Linked DNA regions of Hordeum vulgare: region 1 is linked to region 2. The links are chromatin contacts, called in public Hi-C maps. All regions are on one chromosome and are shown on one strand. Each heading gives the region's core, a stretch centred on a gene start, on an enhancer-like site or on the middle of the called end of the contact. The rest is flanking DNA. Distances are from core to core; before and after follow the strand shown. Region 1 holds the start of LOC123397017 (ethylene-responsive transcription factor ERF071-like). Region 2 holds the start of LOC123400019 (homeobox-leucine zipper protein ROC6-like).

Region 1 (3,390 bases), core at 477-2,976, 150 kb after region 2:
GGTGCCACGACAACCTGCCCGACATGTTTGCCAAGGTGCTTCGGTCGCACGGCATCGCTATGAGACCGACCCTCTAGGTTACCATCGGTTCCCTCCTCTGGACCTTATGGAATGTTCGTAATAAACTTGTGATCGAGCATGTTATTCCTCTCCGCGCGACCGATGCAATTTTCAAACGGTGTGGCTTTCTACGGCTATGGCGATCGCTTAGTCGGCGCAATGATCGACTCTCCATCGACATGATTGTAGCTGCATTGAGAGGAGATGCCCCCCGCATGTCGTCCATCTCAACCCCGCTGCTTCATCCTCCACCTGACCCGGATTAGCCTAGTTGTCCTTATTTCTGTCTTAGGGATTATGATGCTACTCCCCAAGCAAGACTTCGTATTTTCCGTTTGTACTTTGACCATGGTTGTGTGCTAGTTGGCGTTGGCTTGGGTGCATTGAACATTGTGGTGTCTTGTATGCTTTGATCGAGGCTTTATAGTATAAAGCGGGGAACCCTTTTTCGTCAAATGTTAAGGATGAAAATCATGTCCGTATCCGGTCGGTGCCGCAACAACGACGCTCGTGGGTGTCGTTCCCTTCCTTGGAGGCGTCGTTTATGTGTGTCGGCATCTCACCTTCTTGTTTGGGTTGTTGTCTCTGGATGAAAGCATAGGTCTTGGACCGGCGATGTTCGCGCCCTCGCGTCGTTCCTCTTTTAGGAGCATCGAGTGTGGAGACATGGCTAGAAGGTTCTGTGTGTCGGTTCTCCGGTGTGTACCCTTGGTCTGAGTAGAGTTTCTTGGGCGCTATGTACGCCAACGACGGTGAGTACAAGATGGTGGTTTTCTTGGGACTATCTGAGTCCTGCCACCCACTCTCCATCTTCTTTTCGGTGGTAGCTGTTGCTCTTTGGGTGATCGGTGCTGGTCATGACGTGGCCCCGTTGCTCTAGTTATGACAGGTTCCTTTGCGTTGTGGTTGTAATGTGTGTGGAGGCTTTTCTTCAGAGTAGCTCGGGTATGGTGTTTAAACTATACCAAATAGTCACTTTAATGGATAGGTGCATTAGAGCCCTATATTTTAATTAGTGTCAAAATGGTGGTTTTAAGGTTTTGAAAATTTAAAAAATAATTCCATATGTTCATAGGGATGTATGTTACACATGTGCAAATTCCGATGATGAGGCAAGTAACCATGTGAGTTACACATAAGTGACAAAATCATGATTTTGCAAAGATGAATACTGCAGGTAGTATTCAGTATTTAGAAATCGCCATTTTTAAAAAAAAAAAATAGCCTACATGTTTACGAATTTCATCACCGAAATTTTCACAGGTGTAATTTCGATCCATATGCTTATGTAGAAATCCTTTCGGGATGTTTTGACATTTTAAGCGTGATTTTGAAACTATTTTAAAAAAGTCCTCTAATGCACCGATGTTCCAAAAATCCACTCTCCAACATATACCTACTTATTTACGTTGAGGTAAGTGAAGCGCGCCAAGGTTGACTTGCATTTTGCGGCTAAGTTGAAGGCTACGTACGTACAGTTCTTTTGCAGCGGTATCCACTTTGGTCTGCTCCAAGCATCAGCAAAAAGGAGCCGCGTCAGGTTTGGGCTAAACAGCGGCTGTGAAAGAAACGACGTGCGGCCTCGGTTCAAAGAGAAAGAAAACGATGTGCCGCCGCCGTCCAGTGTACGACCTGTACGAGCATTCGTTCCTCGATCCATTCCCTGGTGGCTGGCCCCCACAATGCCGACCAGTACATAAACACCGTGGTGGTGGCCTCATCATACCGTCCAACCCAATCCAACGTCCGTCCGCCGCTGAAAACACCCTTCCCAGTCCAAAGCCTTTCCCGCCACCTAAAGCACCCGAGGTCACCATCCATCCAATATCCATGTGCGGCGGCGCCATCATCTACGACTACATCCCGGCGGCGGCGCACCGCCGCCGGGCGTCCACCGCCGACTTCTGGCCCGACGCCTACAGCGCCGCCCCTGACAAAGGTACGTGCGCCCTCACAGTATTCCCTTCGGGCTTCGGCAACGGACGTCCGTGTGCGGGAGCAGGACTCGCTGACCGGCGCGCTCTTGTTGTGCTTGCAGCGCCGCGCGCGAAGCGGGGGAGGAAGAACCAGTACCGCGGCATCCGGCAGCGGCCGTGGGGGAAGTGGGCGGCGGAGATCCGCGACCCCGTCAAGGGCGTCCGCGTCTGGCTCGGCACCTACCCCACCGCCGAGGCCGCCGCGCGCGCCTACGACCGCGCCGCGCGCCGCATCAGGGGCGCCAAGGCCAAGGTCAACTTCCCCAACGAGATCCTCGCCGGCGCGCCCGCGCACCAGGCGTCGTGCACGATGGCGGCCGCGCCGCCGCCGGCCGTGCTCCCTTCCCCCAAGAAAGAGGAGGGAGTCGAGCCCGCGGCGCCGTGCTCCTGCGAGGAGGTGAAGGCGCTGTCCGAGGAGCTGATGGCGTACGAGAGCTACATGAGCTTCCTCGGCGTCCCCTACATGGAGGGCGGGGCCGCGGCCGCCGTCGGTGCCGCCGCCGAGGAGGCGCCGGCCGAGCTTTGGAGCTTCGAGGACAGCTACTACTACCCGGGGCCTCTGGGGCTCTGATCATCGTGCCGTGCCCGTGCTGGCCGCGGCGAACTGAGTCAAGATTTTCCCTTGTGTTGTTCCGCTGAATTCATTTTTGTCAGTTTTGTAACCGGTGAATGCCCCGATGTGATTTCACAAGCTTTTCATGTAAATAGAACGTTTCAGTCGACTATGTTGCACCAATGGAACAGTTCCTTGTGATCGGCCAAGGTACCTCCTAGAGCAGAAAGACACCCATCATCCACAGTACTCCGGCGTTCGTCTTGTAGTGCAGGCCGACAGACCGCATGGTCGAGCCTCGCCGGCGTATATACCGCAGGCGGCGCCGAGACGGCCGCTCGGGGGGAACAACGTTGAGGGAGCAGAGCAGAGTCGCCGTTTTCACGCACGTTGTTTGAACTTTGACGTCGTGCTTCAGCGCTAGGACACGGTGCGAGGCTGCTACAGTACACGACAGGTTTGTCTCGTTCGTGTCCGGTTGTTGCCTGCGCTTTGCTTGCAGCAGAGGATAAGCCGTTTGCTGTGGGCTGACGATACCGGTGGCAGCCCCTTGTTTCCGGGGGCTCGCTCTGCTATGCCTCGCGCTAGCGAAGAAGCATCGTTCACACGTCACAGCGATCCCTTACTTGGGCCAGGTCCAACGTGTGAGGCAGCGGCACTCTGCCAACACGTAGGAGCACATGCACGCGCACTTGTACGTGGGAGCCTAGTGTTTTTATTTTTAATTTATTATACTTACTTTGAAGTATTTTAAATAATATATATTTATGTAATTAGTATATATGAATTGTTAAAGGTGTT
Region 2 (3,421 bases), core at 769-3,268:
TCGAGCAGCGCGCCGCGGTCGATGGAGACGCCTTCGCCTCCGAGGCCGTCGTCCAGGCCGCCGCCCATCATGCCAGCGGGCAGGCGCATGGCCGCCGAGCCGCCGCCCATGAGGTCGGGGATGGACTGCATTCCCATTCCCATGAAGCCGTTGTTGCTGCCGACAGCGAGGTCGAGGCCGGAGCAGAGCGACGACGGCAGGCTCAGCGGCGATGAGATGGCGGATACGGGGCGGCCAAGGAACTTGCCGGCGAGCGCGCAGACGCGGTCCAGCTCGTCCTTGAGGCGCGAGTTCTCGATGCGCAGGTGCTGCTCCTCCAGCGACACCTCCCCGAGCACGGCCGCGCCGCCGCAGTTGCCGCAGGTGGGACTCCGCATCGCCTCCCGGATCGTCATGTTCTCCGTCCTCAGCTTGTCGTTCTCCTGCCGCAGCAGCGCGTTCTCGTGCCGCTCGATCTGCGTCTGCAACCAACCCGGCCGGCACGATTACCAAAAAAGAAGAAGGAAGGAATTGATTCTTCCTGGCATAGCTTAACTTGTCACATCAACCGACACGTTACACCAAAGATAGATAGGTAGAAAGAAAGATTGCTGTGACTGACAGTCCGAACCTTCATCTGGGTGCGGCGATTCTGGAACCAGAACTTGACCTGGCGGCTCTCCAGGTTGAGCCGCCGGCTGAGCTCCATCCGCTGCTTCTCGTCGGGGTGAGGGCACTCCTTGAACACGCTGCGCCACACACACACACACACACACGTACGTACGTATACCCAAAATGAATCAGCCAGGCAAAGAGAAGCTGTAGTTTAGGGCTAGAAACTGCATGCACCAAGAAGTTGCAATTGCTTACGCCTCGAGCTCTTGGATTTGCTGCGGCGTGTGGCGGTGGTAGCGCTTCTTCTTCTTGCGCGGGTTGCTGTTGTCGGGGTCGAGGTCGTCGCCGGACGCGCCGTCCAGGTTGTCGCTGCCGGAGCGGCTGTCGTTCTCGTCCTCCCGCGCGCGGCCCAGCGAGTCGCCGTCGCCGCCGCTCCCCGTGCTCCCCAGGTAACCGCCGAGCCTGCTCGCGTCGCCCAGCTGACCTCCGCCCTCCATGTTCGCCTGCAAAATTAAATTAAACCAAGGAGAATCGAACGCAATTAAACACGGCCAACAAGAGAAACTGAACAATTAAACACGCAGCAGTAGTGAGCGCACGAACGGACAGGCGGGTGGCAAGTATTATTATTATAGCGTACCATGCCGAGGGAGAGGCCGGTGGAGGAGGCGAAGCCGCCGCCGGCGCCGGGCCTGGGGATGGGCGGCGGCGCGAGGAGGCGTCCGGGGTTGTGCATGCCGGCGCCGCCCCCGCCGGCGTCGTAGGAGAAGACGCCGGAGCCGGCGCCGTCGAACATGCCGCCGAAGCTCATCTATCTACTACTGCTGCAAAGCGCAAACGACAGACAAAGACTACTACAACCCGGGCTGTTGTTTTCTTTTCTTTTCTTTTGTAAGGACCGATGACTGGCTAAAATCAGTCCTCCCTCTATCCCCGAGAATTGATCCTGCTACCCACCCCTGCGGCTGCAGGCAGGATGGAAAGTCGATCCCCTCAGATCCCGACGATTGATTGCGTTATTTTTATGATGATGATGATGAGGGAGAGAGAGGGGCATGCATTAAAATAGCAGGAGCGACGGGCTATACATGGCATGACGGGCGCGGGGGCGGAAGGGAATCATGGAGCCCCGGTGCAAACAAGGAAAGAATCGCGACGTGCAGATCCCTGCACTTGTGGGTTGCCGTCCCGAGATACTCTCCAAACTCCCTCTCTCGGCCGCCGCCGTTGTGACGGCGGCGACTGCCCTAGGAGCTAAGCCGGGTAACAGCAAAGCAGTGCAAGGAGAAGGAAGTCGTGGAGGAAGAAGAGGAGAGGAGGAGGAGGAGGAGGAGGAGGAGAGTGGGAGATGGGAAGAGAGGGGTTGGGAGGCTGGCTATGGATATAACTAAGCCAAGCCAAGCCAAGCCAGGCCAGGCAGAGGGCGTTCGTGCTAGATAAAGCCGGACATGTGGCGAGCGGATAAATCGGTTGCGTTAAGAGAGGGAGAGAGAGAGTGTGTGTGTGTGTCATCGGCCGTGCCCATGTAAAAGCAGGTGCGTGTGTGTATCCGTGGAAGGAGGAAAATGGCGAGGGAAACGAACAAGAAATGAAAAATCAAGTGGGGCTGACTCGCACACGGGGGCTGGGGCGACGCGAGAGTCAAATGGCCCCCACCGCCGGCGGTACGTACGTTACCGACACCGGTGGCCGTATGCAGCTCCGGCCGGGATCTGGCACGCACGCACGCAGCACGGATCTTTTTACCTTGTGATTAACCACCGGCGGTGGCTCGCTGTCAGTCAGCCAGCCGTGGTGGCGAGAGGGAGGGAGGGGGAGAGGGGAGAAAGACTGAAAGAGGTGGAGGTGGGAAAAGGAGGTGCGTGAGTCGTGACGGGGACTGGTCACGGGTGGGTCACCTTTTTCGGATCGGACGCCCGTACGGTCCCCCTCCCGCTCCCGCTCGCGTCGTGGAAAATGCACGAACCCGCGTCGTCGTCCGATGGATGGATGGAGGTGGCGCTGGCGCTGGCGCACGGCACGGCACGGGCCGTGTGGGGAAGTGTAGTAAAATCGACGGGTGGGAGACCATAAATGGAGGGGAGGTGGCGGTGGCGGTGGGGTGTTTCTGGCTGGTGTAACGTCCGTCCCGTCCGGCGGCTGGGCGAGCCGAGCCGAGCCGAGGCTGGCATCCGCAACGCCAACCGGCGGGGAGTAAATGCCGCGGCCGGGCGGGGCTGGCGCCGTGCCACGGCACGGGAGCGGGAAGTGGTGGTGGTGGTGGTTCGTTCGATCGGTGAGGGCGCCGCCGTATTCATTGCTGGACACAGCCAGCCAGCCAGTCAGACAGCAGGCACGCGCGCTTCAGCTGGATGAGCGTGATCGACGTCCCGTGTACTAGCACGTACGAGCGTGCGTCGGGACGTGCATGGGCTGTGTACGTATGTACGTACGCTCTCCACGTTAATTTGCCGCTCTGGTCCGTGCGCCGGAGCCACCACCAGTTCTACTGCACGCGTTTCCTCTTTGGCTAGCGACCAGCAAACCTAGCCGCCGGTGTCAAGAGAGTCAACCCTTCTGGGGCCGCCTTCCTACGGCTTCCCTTCGTCGGGAACCTCTTGATCGTCGGTGGTGAGGGGGTCGTCGGATCCTTAACTTTAGGTTCCTACTAGCGCAGGATCTTGGAATGTTCGACGTCTTGTTTCAGACGGTGGCAACGACGATGTTGAATAAAGAAGCTTCAGATTCTTCTTTAACGAAACGATCGTTCATATGATCGATGATGGATTTGAAAACCAATATGTTCAAGAGGGAATGACATCGTGGAAGCAACACCCTTGTGGTGGAA

What was found. Hi-C and Micro-C count contacts between places; a contact is called where the count stands out from the background.
Region 1: a contact with region 2 is called in a Hi-C map of seedling, with 2.1 times the contacts expected there. The contact joins the promoter of LOC123397017 here to the promoter of LOC123400019 in region 2. A contact is called at or near these places in 1 of 6 Hi-C or Micro-C datasets (seedling) and 1 of 1 datasets of contacts at active chromatin or transcription factors (embryo).

What each region holds. Positions count from the first base shown.
Region 1 is chr5H:497,083,763-497,087,152 of MorexV3_pseudomolecules_assembly, forward strand. It overlaps LOC123397017 (ethylene-responsive transcription factor ERF071-like), which reads left to right and starts at 1,727. Exons shown (of 2, transcript XM_045091736.1): 1 at 1,727-1,999; 2 at 2,099-2,758. The coding sequence starts at 1,891. The coding sequence ends at 2,607.
Region 2 is chr5H:496,931,265-496,934,685 of MorexV3_pseudomolecules_assembly, forward strand. LOC123400019 (homeobox-leucine zipper protein ROC6-like) reads right to left here and starts at 2,019. Exons shown (of 8, transcript XM_045094412.1): 1 at 1,235-2,019; 2 at 850-1,097; 3 at 611-728; 4 at 1-461. The coding sequence starts at 1,405.